2 separate regions of the Mus musculus genome follow, and region 1 is linked to region 2. Evidence: chromatin contacts called from public promoter capture Hi-C data. All regions are on one chromosome and are shown on one strand. The core of a region is the stretch at or near the end of the contact, and the rest is flanking DNA. Distances in the headings are between cores, read along the strand shown. Region 1 holds the start of Ddx60 (DExD/H box helicase 60). Region 2 holds the start of Hpf1 (histone PARylation factor 1).

Region 1 (5,039 bases), core at 1,589-4,088, 1.0 Mb before region 2:
AGAAGTGAACACATGCCCCTCTCTGGGCCCATCTCTAACCTAGAAGCTATCCCTAATAGGTAACCACTTGCAAATGAAAAATGAGTTTTCTCGCTGAGGAAACAATCTACTCTTAACTGTAGGCTTCATACCCACTACTAAGTAGATGGCCAAACTCAAGGCATTTTTGTAGGTTCTTTGTTTTATAATGTTGAGTCAGAACTTTCTTTTCCATCTTACAGGTCCTTAGCATATGTATTATTTCTTCTGGTTTTGTGTTTCTAAGGGATTCCTGTGTGTGTAAAAATGTGTGTCTCTGCAGTTTATCTTTAGGGTGAGCTGGTGATATGAAAAAGCAGCTGGTTATCACTCTATAAACAAAGAGCTCTGCAACTCATCCCCAACCAGCCTCATACAGACAGACCAAAGGCCAAAGCCGACCACCATCCCAGAGCTCACGCTCACCCCACTGGTACAAACCCTCCTGGAACACTGAGTCTAGTTATTGTCCATAAGGATTGTACTCCTTCATGTACCGCCTGGACTGGACCATTAAATTATACCAAGCAAGTCATTAGTAGCAGTATGTGCATGACAAGCTGTTAATAACATGTATGTATAGGCCATTCAAAAGAATGAAAAGAAAAAATATTGCTGGATACTTTTATGAGGGAAAAAAACATGTTTTTAAATTTCTAAAAGAAAATACCTTGAAGCCAGGATTCTGCATCAAACATACATTTTAGTTCATTGAGAATGCAAAAAGATATAACCTGTCATTGTAAAGTGAGGCATTCCACCAATTCTCATCTTGAATTGTAATTCTAGCTAAAGGAAGAGGGGGGATGCAAAACAAAATCCACAGAGAAACTGTGGAAAATAAAAAGATTCAATGGAGCTATGTACATAGTTTACATGTAGTAAGACTACTTCTAGGGGTAGCCACAGTAATATAGGACTATATTTTCAGGCTAAAACATGCAGACTGCATCGACATTGAATAATATCTACATAACCGGACCAATAAAATTGCTCAGTGGGTAAAGGTGCTTGCCACCCAGCCAGATGACCTGCATTCTATCCTTGAGACCTACCTGAGAGAGGAAGAGAACACATCCCTGCAGATTGTCCTCTGATCCCCACAGGCACGTTGTGCCTTTAGAAAGTATGAACATATAAAGGGCCAGAAAGATGGCAGATGATGCAGTAATTAAGACTGTCTACTGCTGTTGTAGAGGACCAACCAACTTCTGTTCCTAGAATGTACACAGGCTCACAACAGGTTGTAACAGCACAAGGGATCCAACCACGCTGGACTCCTAGTATATTTGCACTCAAATGCATATTCCCACACATCAACAAACACACACACTTAAAAAGTGAATCTAAAAGCTATTTACTGATTTCTCATTCTTTTACTCACTATGAAAAGAAATTACAAGAATTGTCACAAAATCCTGCAAAACATGATAGACCTGATACATACACATACATGTGTATATATGAATATGTGTATATGTGTATATGTATATGCATATATGTATATATGTATGTATGTATGTACGTATGTACGTATGTATGTATGTATATATGTATGTATGTATATATGTATATATATATGCATATATGTATATACGTATATATATGTTGGGCGTCCTGACACCCTTATTACCAGGACAGTCTCTCTGGTAATGAGGCATGTTAGTTAATTGAGAAAGCCTCCTATATCCTTGGAAAGTACAGCCACCTGTGAGAAGTGACCTGAAGTGTGACAATGGAAGGTATCAGACTCTGAGTTACCCTTAATCAACAACTTGCAAGAAATCAGAGAATTCCAGACTTCTTACTGACCTCAAGGAACCAAAATGAGCACCCAGAACCTGGCTCCGCCCTGGCAGACATCTTGAGTTCTATGCTGGGCTTTGCAAAAAGCACTTAGCCTGTGCCTAAACAGAATCTGTAAAATAAAACACCTATTGTGTTTAAAGCAACTCAGTTTGTGCTGATTTGTGATGAGGAAACAGAAAATCAATCCCTGCTCCTTACACATGAATACATTAAATCTCAGATGACTCAAACAGGGAGACTGAGGCAGCGGGATACTCCAAGTTGGCCCAACCTGGGTTCCATGGGGAGTACCAGGAAGCCCAGGGAGACTGCTAGGGCTAGCATACGAAGAGATTGGGTGGGGGGATGCATTTCTGCAGTAAAGCATAACTTGTCTTAGCCACTGCAATTTCAGGGCAACTACAATTCATCTGGGTTTTTCTTCACATTCTGCTTCTAGCTCTGGAAGCCTGAAGTAGGGCCCCGATTCGATTCGGCACCTAGGAGAAAAACTATTGGTGGGGATGTTCAACATTTATTGGCTGTGCACACACCCCAATGCCCCTACTTATTGATCCCTATCCCAGCTACCCGTTTACAAAGGATCCTCAAGAGACTGAGTCAGGCATCTTTTTCCCTGCCACTCACCACTCAGACCTCTTCCCTCTGTGGTCCACCGAGTACTGGCCACTGGGGTAGGTGGGTCTGTGCTCCACTGCCCATTGAAAGCTACCTCCTAGTGCTGTCCCCTCAGCTCCGCTCCAGCTCCTCTTTTGGGATACTCTGACCTAGGCACGCCCTACAATCCCCTGGCGAGCCCAGAAGCAACCCCCTGGCCTCACCGGGAAGCCCAGACCGGGAACCTGGACCTGCTACGTGCAGAGAACCGCTGGTCTGCGCAGCAGGTATTGAGCGCGCTGGTCCGCGCTGCAGGTAACAAGCAAGCACACAGTCGACCACAGGAGACCTAAGACCAATCGCTAGCTCCAAAAAGTGGCAACTTGTGAGTCTCTCAGGCCGCCTTTTATAAGTGAAGGATAGTTTCGGTTTCTCTTCTGCTCCCAGAAGCTTTAAGTTTCGGTTTCCATTCATCACTAATCAAAGAGCATTTGGTGAATGCAGCTTTGCGCATCCTTTGGTAAAGTTAGTACTGTTAAGGTAGGAAAACCAGAGGCTTTGGGATTCTTGAGGTAAGGAGGAGGATTTGACAGGGAAATCTGGAGACATCTAAGCAAGGCAACATTGGAGAGGCTGTAGCAGCAGAACTCCGGGCGCTGTGCCAATTGCTCCTACTGTGCTAACGACAGCAGGAGGACAAAGCCTCAACAAAGCCCAGACACCTCTACCTTTTCAGGTAGTATTTTAAAGGTAGGTAGGAATTTGAGATTACATGAGTCTATTATTGAAGCCTGTGATTAATCCATTTGGGATCTTCTTTAGCCGAATGGCACTACTAAACAAGCTGAAAATGGAGCCTACTTTTATCTCAGCCTTAATAACTTTTCTTTCCTTTGATTTTGTTTGATTTGGTTTGGCTTGGTTTTTTACCTGTCAATACCTGAAATTTGGGTTTGAAAGCTGGCTTGCTTAGTATCCTATGCTTGCTGAACTTTAGGAAGGCTCTAAATATGACAATTCTATTTTCAATATTGGAATTCTAGAAAGTGGGGGACTCTTGCATTTGGGTGACCGTGACAACAATGGGACCAAAAGCTATTTTGTCAGGCACTGGCAGAACTCTCATCCATGGGGAAAGAGCAACAGAATGCAATGTGTTGAGATAACTTGAGAAACATCCATTGTTTTGAAGGCCATTAAGAATGGACCCTTCCCTCATGGTCAGCTTTTGACCTAGCCCCTGTTTCCTTGGTAACAGTAAGAAAAGGTCCCACCCTTTCTGTCCTCCTTTACATTAAAATACTACCTGAAAAGGTAGAGGTGTCTGGGCTTTGTTGAGGCTTTGTCCTCCTGGGTGAGAAAATGTCACCCTTTCCTGTTCCCTCCAATTTAAGTCAGCGACCTAATTCCTTGAGACTGTGGTAACTGTGGTAATAGATACTGCACGCATAGCCTAAACCAAGGAGCATGATATAAGTGGATTATCTCAGGTGGGCCCAAAATAATCATAAGCAGGTTCTTAATGTGGTGACAGAGGCAGAAATTCAGGCTGGTAATTTGATTACATATGTAGTCTTCTAGCAAGACTCTATGAAGATGATGGAAAACCACAAACCAAGGAATGAAATTGAAATAATCTACTCCAGGTTACAAATCTCCATGCTTATTAAGCCAACTGTGAGCACTGTGAGTTCTTTACACAGCCAGCTGACCAAGAGTAAGCTGGCACCTCAGGAGAGCTCTCGGTGGAGAAAACAGGGTTTTCAAGTCAAAAGTCTACAATTATAGCACACAGGGGGTAGGCTGAGGACATGTCACATCAGGATATATATATATATAATTTACTGGAGCAAGGACAACTCTGTGGCCACCATTGAGGGATATGTCTCCCTCACTGTTAATGTTTACTGGTCCTCAGGAAGAGCTCATGAGCTCCCCTCATCAGTGATGGAACGTTGATGAGCCTTGTCTTGTGTTGATAGTCACTGTTACTATGAATTCACAGGTATAACAGGCATGTCGTGTCCAGAAGAGAGTGTTTCACAGCACTCTTTCCTGTTTGAGACTCTTACATTCTTTCCCTCCTTTCCCCCATAATATTCCTTGAGCTTTGGAGGAAAAGATATCAATGTCTCATTTTAGGATGAGTGCCCAGCTGTCCCTTATTCACCAGTTATCTCTGCATTAACCATCACCTACTCCAGAGCCACCCAAATCTATGAATATAGATACAAATATTTAGAAGGCGGTTTGACATCATATCCATATAGCAAAGCAACAGGAGTAGTTTCCCCTTTAGAGCCTATAACTTCGCCATTCATGGGTTTTGGATTAGGTCAGACATGAGTTGCTCCTGTAGAATAGACCTAAAATCCTAAAATCAGAATGTCGTTGGTTATCATACCACTACTGTGCCAGTGGAAACATCCTGTCTGACAGGTTAGTATTACAGAAAACAGATTCCTTTCTAGATCTTCTAGAAACCACTCCTGATGGCGCTTGGATTTGAACCCAGTGAAACTGACTTTCAGAACTAAGAACAAGTTACTCTTGTTCTAAGCGACTGTGAATAATTCAGTACAGGAGCCCCAAAAAGTGAACGAACAAACTAACTA
Region 2 (5,032 bases), core at 2,112-4,611:
TATAAAGATTTTCCACTTCTTTTCGAAGGTCACTGGAGACATCAGCCTCAGAAAACTTACTCTTCTTCACCTCAACTGTCTTTTCACACTGAAATTGGCATATGAAACTTAAGTCCTCCCAACGAACTTCAACAACCACCCTTGCACACCAATATTGCTTACTGGCCAGTTTATGGGCACCATACACATTTTCCTAAATACCTTATGATTGTGAAGTGTGTGTGTGTGAGTGGCTGCTGTTGAGGCTAGAGGAGAGCACTGATCCCTGGAGCTGGAGCTGGGAGTTGCCCAACAGAGTGGACACTGTCCTGGGTCCTCTGCAAGCCCAGTGCATGCTCTTAGCTGCTGAGCCATCTTTCTACCTCCATTTTAACATGTTCAAACAAACAAACAAACAAACAAACAAAAGCAATAACAAAAGCATGAGCTCGTGATACTTAAGTAAACTCCAAGAGATTCTTTTGTGCAAAGAACACAGTTTACACGGTGGTCAAAAAATACCACCCAAAGCATGTCTCTAAATGTGCTTCTCCATAGCAGAGACAAACAAACCAAGAAGAAACAAAGGGAAAATGTAAAGCTGTCATAAAGGCATAAAAGTTTCAGCTCTATTTTGGTACCAAGATGCCATCACATCATCAGGCCTTTCACTTAAACAGACTCATCACGCACACCAGAAGCAAACGATCACAAGTAACTGGATACAAAGGACTTATCAGATAAAAGCTGTTTCTGTTAAGTACAAGGGCACACACCTGTCATGTTATTACCCAGCAACCATAGCACTTAAGAGGACTGCCTGAGCAAAGCCATCGTCGGATACATCTTTAAGAACAAACAAAACGAATGTACAATGGCACATATGCATGAGTAAGCCAGGATGAGACCAATTTCTTTGTATTCTAACCTAAAACATAAATAATGGGGGAAAAAAGCTGTTTTTTCAGGAACTCCAACCATAGTTAGGTCTGCACTACTTACCACAATCATTACTACCCTTCCACTTAAAACCAGATAACTTCCTTTTGACATTCCAAACAAAAAGAGAGGAGAGGTATGGTATAGTTAAGGATCAATATGGGAATATCCTCTGAGCTAAAAACCATGTCTTTCGGAAAAGGCTTTGTAATGCTAAGATTTGCATCTCTAGCACCCATGCAAATTAAAGGTTAAAGGATGCTATTGGAAACTGGCTCAGTGCTACCAAGGCAACTTGCTTACTTTGCGTATCTGTCTTGTTTTCTAAGTACAATCTCTTTCTTTCTGGGAACTTAGATCCTTGTGGTTCTGAATCCAGGCGAAACTCGGCACATTCTACCCGCAGCAGGACCAGCGGCACCTAGTGCTGCAGAGGCTAAGGGATACAGCTCAACGCCGCCCAGTGCGCGGGAGAGCTGCCCTCAGCAAGCCAGTGCCGCTAGAGTCGGCATTTCTCACCCAGGTGTTGATAACTACATGTTCTCAGGGGTCCAACCATATGTATTGGTAACTGTCATTCCAAGCCTACACACTGTATGTACAAGTCAGGCATCGGGTAAGAATTGTTTTTGACAGCACTGTCCTTAGGAGGTTGAAATGCCAGCCAACAGGAAAATAGATAGTTACAGGGCTTTCAAACACTGGGGAACAGTAACTAAATGAAAGAAAGAGAAGTACAGTTAGACAACATGGCTCAATCTTTGTATGATGTTCAATTAAGAAAACCCCCCAAGATTAGATAGATGTGTGGTGGTTTTAAACAGAATAGCACTTATAAATTTGAGTACACCAAGGAATGGCAGTACTGGGAAGGACTAGGAACTGTGGCCTTGGTGGAGGAAGTGTGTCACTAGGGGATAGATAAGACTTTGAGGTTTCAAAAAGCCCATTCCACGCCCAGAGTCTCTCCCTTCCTGCTGCCTTCCAGTCTAGATGTAGAACTCTCTGCTTCTCCTGCAGCATACCTGCCTGCCTGCTACCACGCTTCCAGCCGTGGTGATAGTGGACCGAACCTCTAAAACTGTAATCAAGCCCCAGCTAGGCACTTTTTTTTTTTTTTAATGGTCATGGTGTCTCTTCACAGCAGTAGAATACTGACTAAGACAAGATGTACCATAAAAGCTTTTTAAGGAAACAACAAACTCTACAAGAAGGCAAGGGTAACTCCAACTTCAGGGTGATAGCCACAGTGACTAGAAGCGGCAGGAAATGCTTAGGCAAAAAGGAAAAGGCACCCAAATGGGTAGATGCAGAACTGTGGGAGTGGTTTTACATACAACGTATTTGGTCACATTGTCCCCTTCCCTAACTCCACATGACTTCAGGGACTGAATTCAAGTCATCAGTACTATTACTCTCTACGTCATCAAGCTGGACTTTGTTTAAGACAGGTCTATTGTAACCCAGGCTGGTCTTGAACTTGTAATGTAACTGAGGAGGACACTGAACTTTTGGTCTTATTGCTTCTGCCTGACAAGGCTGTTCTCTTTAAACCACATTTTTAACTTGGTGTTGTGAGAAAACACAACACAACGAGAATAATACCTATGTTCGCCATCCACTGGCCGTTAAGCCTTAGCAATCGCCTCACCCTACCCAGTTTAAAACATAGCTGGTGTCACTTTTGTTAAACGTTCGTTTCCCTGCTTAACTTCTCCCATTAGCTACTGTATGCTTAAGGAACCCATGAAATCATGTAAGAGTCCAGACTGGCCAATCTATCACTCATCTGAGAACCCGTATCCCTTACACTTCCAGGTCAGGCTACCAAAGTAGCCGGGCAGTGGTGGTTCGTGTCCTGGAGGCAGAGGCAAGAGGGTCTCTGTGATTTGGAGGCTACATATTGAGTTCTGATCTACATATCAAGTTCCAGGACAGCCGGGGCTACAACATAGAGACTGTCTTAAACAAAAGTCTTTAATAACTCCAGGGCTTGTTAATTCCAGCATTTTCTTTTACACACCTGCGTTAACCCCAAGCAAAAAAAAAAACGAAAGGTGAAATGTTTGTTCGCGTGTGCCTCGCCGCCCTGGCAGCTCCTCCAGTTTCCATCAGCTGGTTAGTAAGTGAATGAGTGAGTGAGTGAGTGAGTGAGTGAGTGAGTGAGTGAATGAATGAATGAATGAATGGTCCGTCCGCTGGCTGCAGAGCTTCGTGGGAACTGGGCTGGCGCTGGAAAGGAACGACTTCCCCGGGCCATTGCCCCGCAGGGCGGCCCTCGGCTCCTCCACGGCCCATAGCGTCCCCATACCCAGCGCATCCCGCCTCGCCTACCTGCGGTCCCGCCCCGGCCGTCCGGCGCTTCCCGCCACCGCCAACCATCCCGCAGCCGCAGCGAGCGAGCCAAGGCCCGCGCTCCTGCCGCTTCCGAGCGCCCGCTAGTGCTTCCGGGTTCAAAAGCCGCCAATCCGAGCTGCCGCTTAGCCACTCAGAGGCGCCAATTTAGAGACCAGGCTCCGCCCCCTGAGACGGAGGAGGACGCAAGGCCCGGTCCGCAGACCTGGGGTGGCCCCGCCCCCCCGAACGCAAGCACCGCCCCCTGAGCTACATCCGGGGCCCCGCCCATTGCCTAGCGCCAGCGTGCGCTAGAACCTAGACTATATGACTATTGAATTTGGGTTCTTAAGGAGCGATAAACTTCGTCCTCATATGCTCAAGAGAGATAGCTTTAAGATGCTGCCTCACTTCAGCCTTTTCGTTTTCTTTGTTTCTACTCATTTAAAGAATTAATTTTTTGCACTCCATCCCTTTCTCTCTTTTTTTTTTTTTTTTTTTTTTTTTTCCGAGACAGGGTTTCTCTGTGTAGTCCTGGCTGTCCTGACTCAGAAATCCGCCTGCCTCTGCCTCCCGAGTGCTGGGATTAAAGGCGTGCACCACCACCGCCCGGCTTCCCTTTCCCTTCCTATTGCACTATTGTCTAACACTAAGTAAACCTATCTTTTCTCTTTTCTTTACCTCCCTCCATTTCCTTCCCTTTATCTTCACATCCTCTCTCTCTCTCTTTCTCTCTCTCTCTCTCTCTCTCTCTCTCTCTCTCTCTCTCTTCTCATTTCTCTGTTCTTCATTCCTAATACAATTCGTTTTTTGTTTTTGTTTTTACAAATCTTGGCTATGCTTAGTGTAAGCCCTGTACCACGAGCAGCTGCAGCACCCCGAGCCAGTTTAAAAAGGCACACTGTCAGGCTCTACCCAGAGCTTAAAAATCAGAATCTGACTCTCAGGAAGAACACAGTTTGGAAGACACACTCCTCCACCACCTTCCCCTTCTCTTCCTTATTCACAATTTGTATACTCTCATTTTGTGGAACATATCCTTGGTTTTAAACTTATTTTATTTTTAGTTATATGAGTGTAGATTTGTAGATTTGTGTGTGTGTGTGTGTGTGTGTGTGTGTGTGTGTGTGTGTGAGCGCGTGTCCCACAGATGGCAAAAAAAAGGCATCGGATTCTCTGGAGATAGAGTTATAAGTGGCAGTGAGCCACTCGACGTGGGTGTCCTGCAAGGGCAGTGTATTACTCTTCACCACTGAGCCTTCTCCTCCGGTTTTGAGGAGCACTTCAAACCAGGGGCACAGCTGCTCCCTTGCTGTAACTGGGGCGGGAGTGAAAGAGAAAATAAAAGACCTAAAGGTCGCACTCCCTCCATCCTCCTCCTACCCCACTCATGTACTCATCTGGTACATGTTTCACACCAGCTGAAAGAATTTCAGCACACCTAACAATACTTGAAAAGACTGTGATAATATAGGCTAAAGTCTTTAGAGAGCTGTTTGAAACAAGAGTGTGGAAAACAGCCAATAACCCATACTTGGGATTAGAATGTTTGTTTCCATATGACCTTTCATACTAACCTTTATCTCATTCACAATCCTAACCAGTGCACCTCTTAAACTACTTTATAATCTCATTTACAAAACGAGATTCTTTAAAATAAGCGAATCCATTCTTTTTACATTTAATTTTAAAACTTTAATCTTTGAGGCTGGTTATAAATTACATTATTTGAACAATGTAATTTCAAAATCTCTATCAAATATAGATTTTTTTTACAAAA

What was found. Capture Hi-C pulls out chosen DNA fragments and counts their contacts.
Region 1: a promoter capture Hi-C map of liver shows a contact between it and region 2, with 4 times the contacts expected there. The contact joins the promoter of Ddx60 here to the promoter of Hpf1 in region 2. A contact is called at or near these places in 2 of 39 promoter capture datasets (the 3T3-L1 cell line and liver), 1 of 484 Hi-C or Micro-C datasets (CD4 T cells) and 2 of 9 other capture datasets (adipose tissue and liver).

What each region holds. Positions count from the first base shown.
Region 1 is chr8:61,925,886-61,930,924 of GRCm38.p6, reverse strand. Ddx60 (DExD/H box helicase 60) reads right to left here and starts at 2,838. Exons shown (of 38, transcript NM_001293783.1): 1 at 2,649-2,838.
Region 2 is chr8:60,888,757-60,893,788 of GRCm38.p6, reverse strand. Hpf1 (histone PARylation factor 1) reads right to left here and starts at 3,361. Exons shown (of 8, transcript NM_028299.3): 1 at 3,253-3,361; 2 at 1-88. The coding sequence starts at 3,300.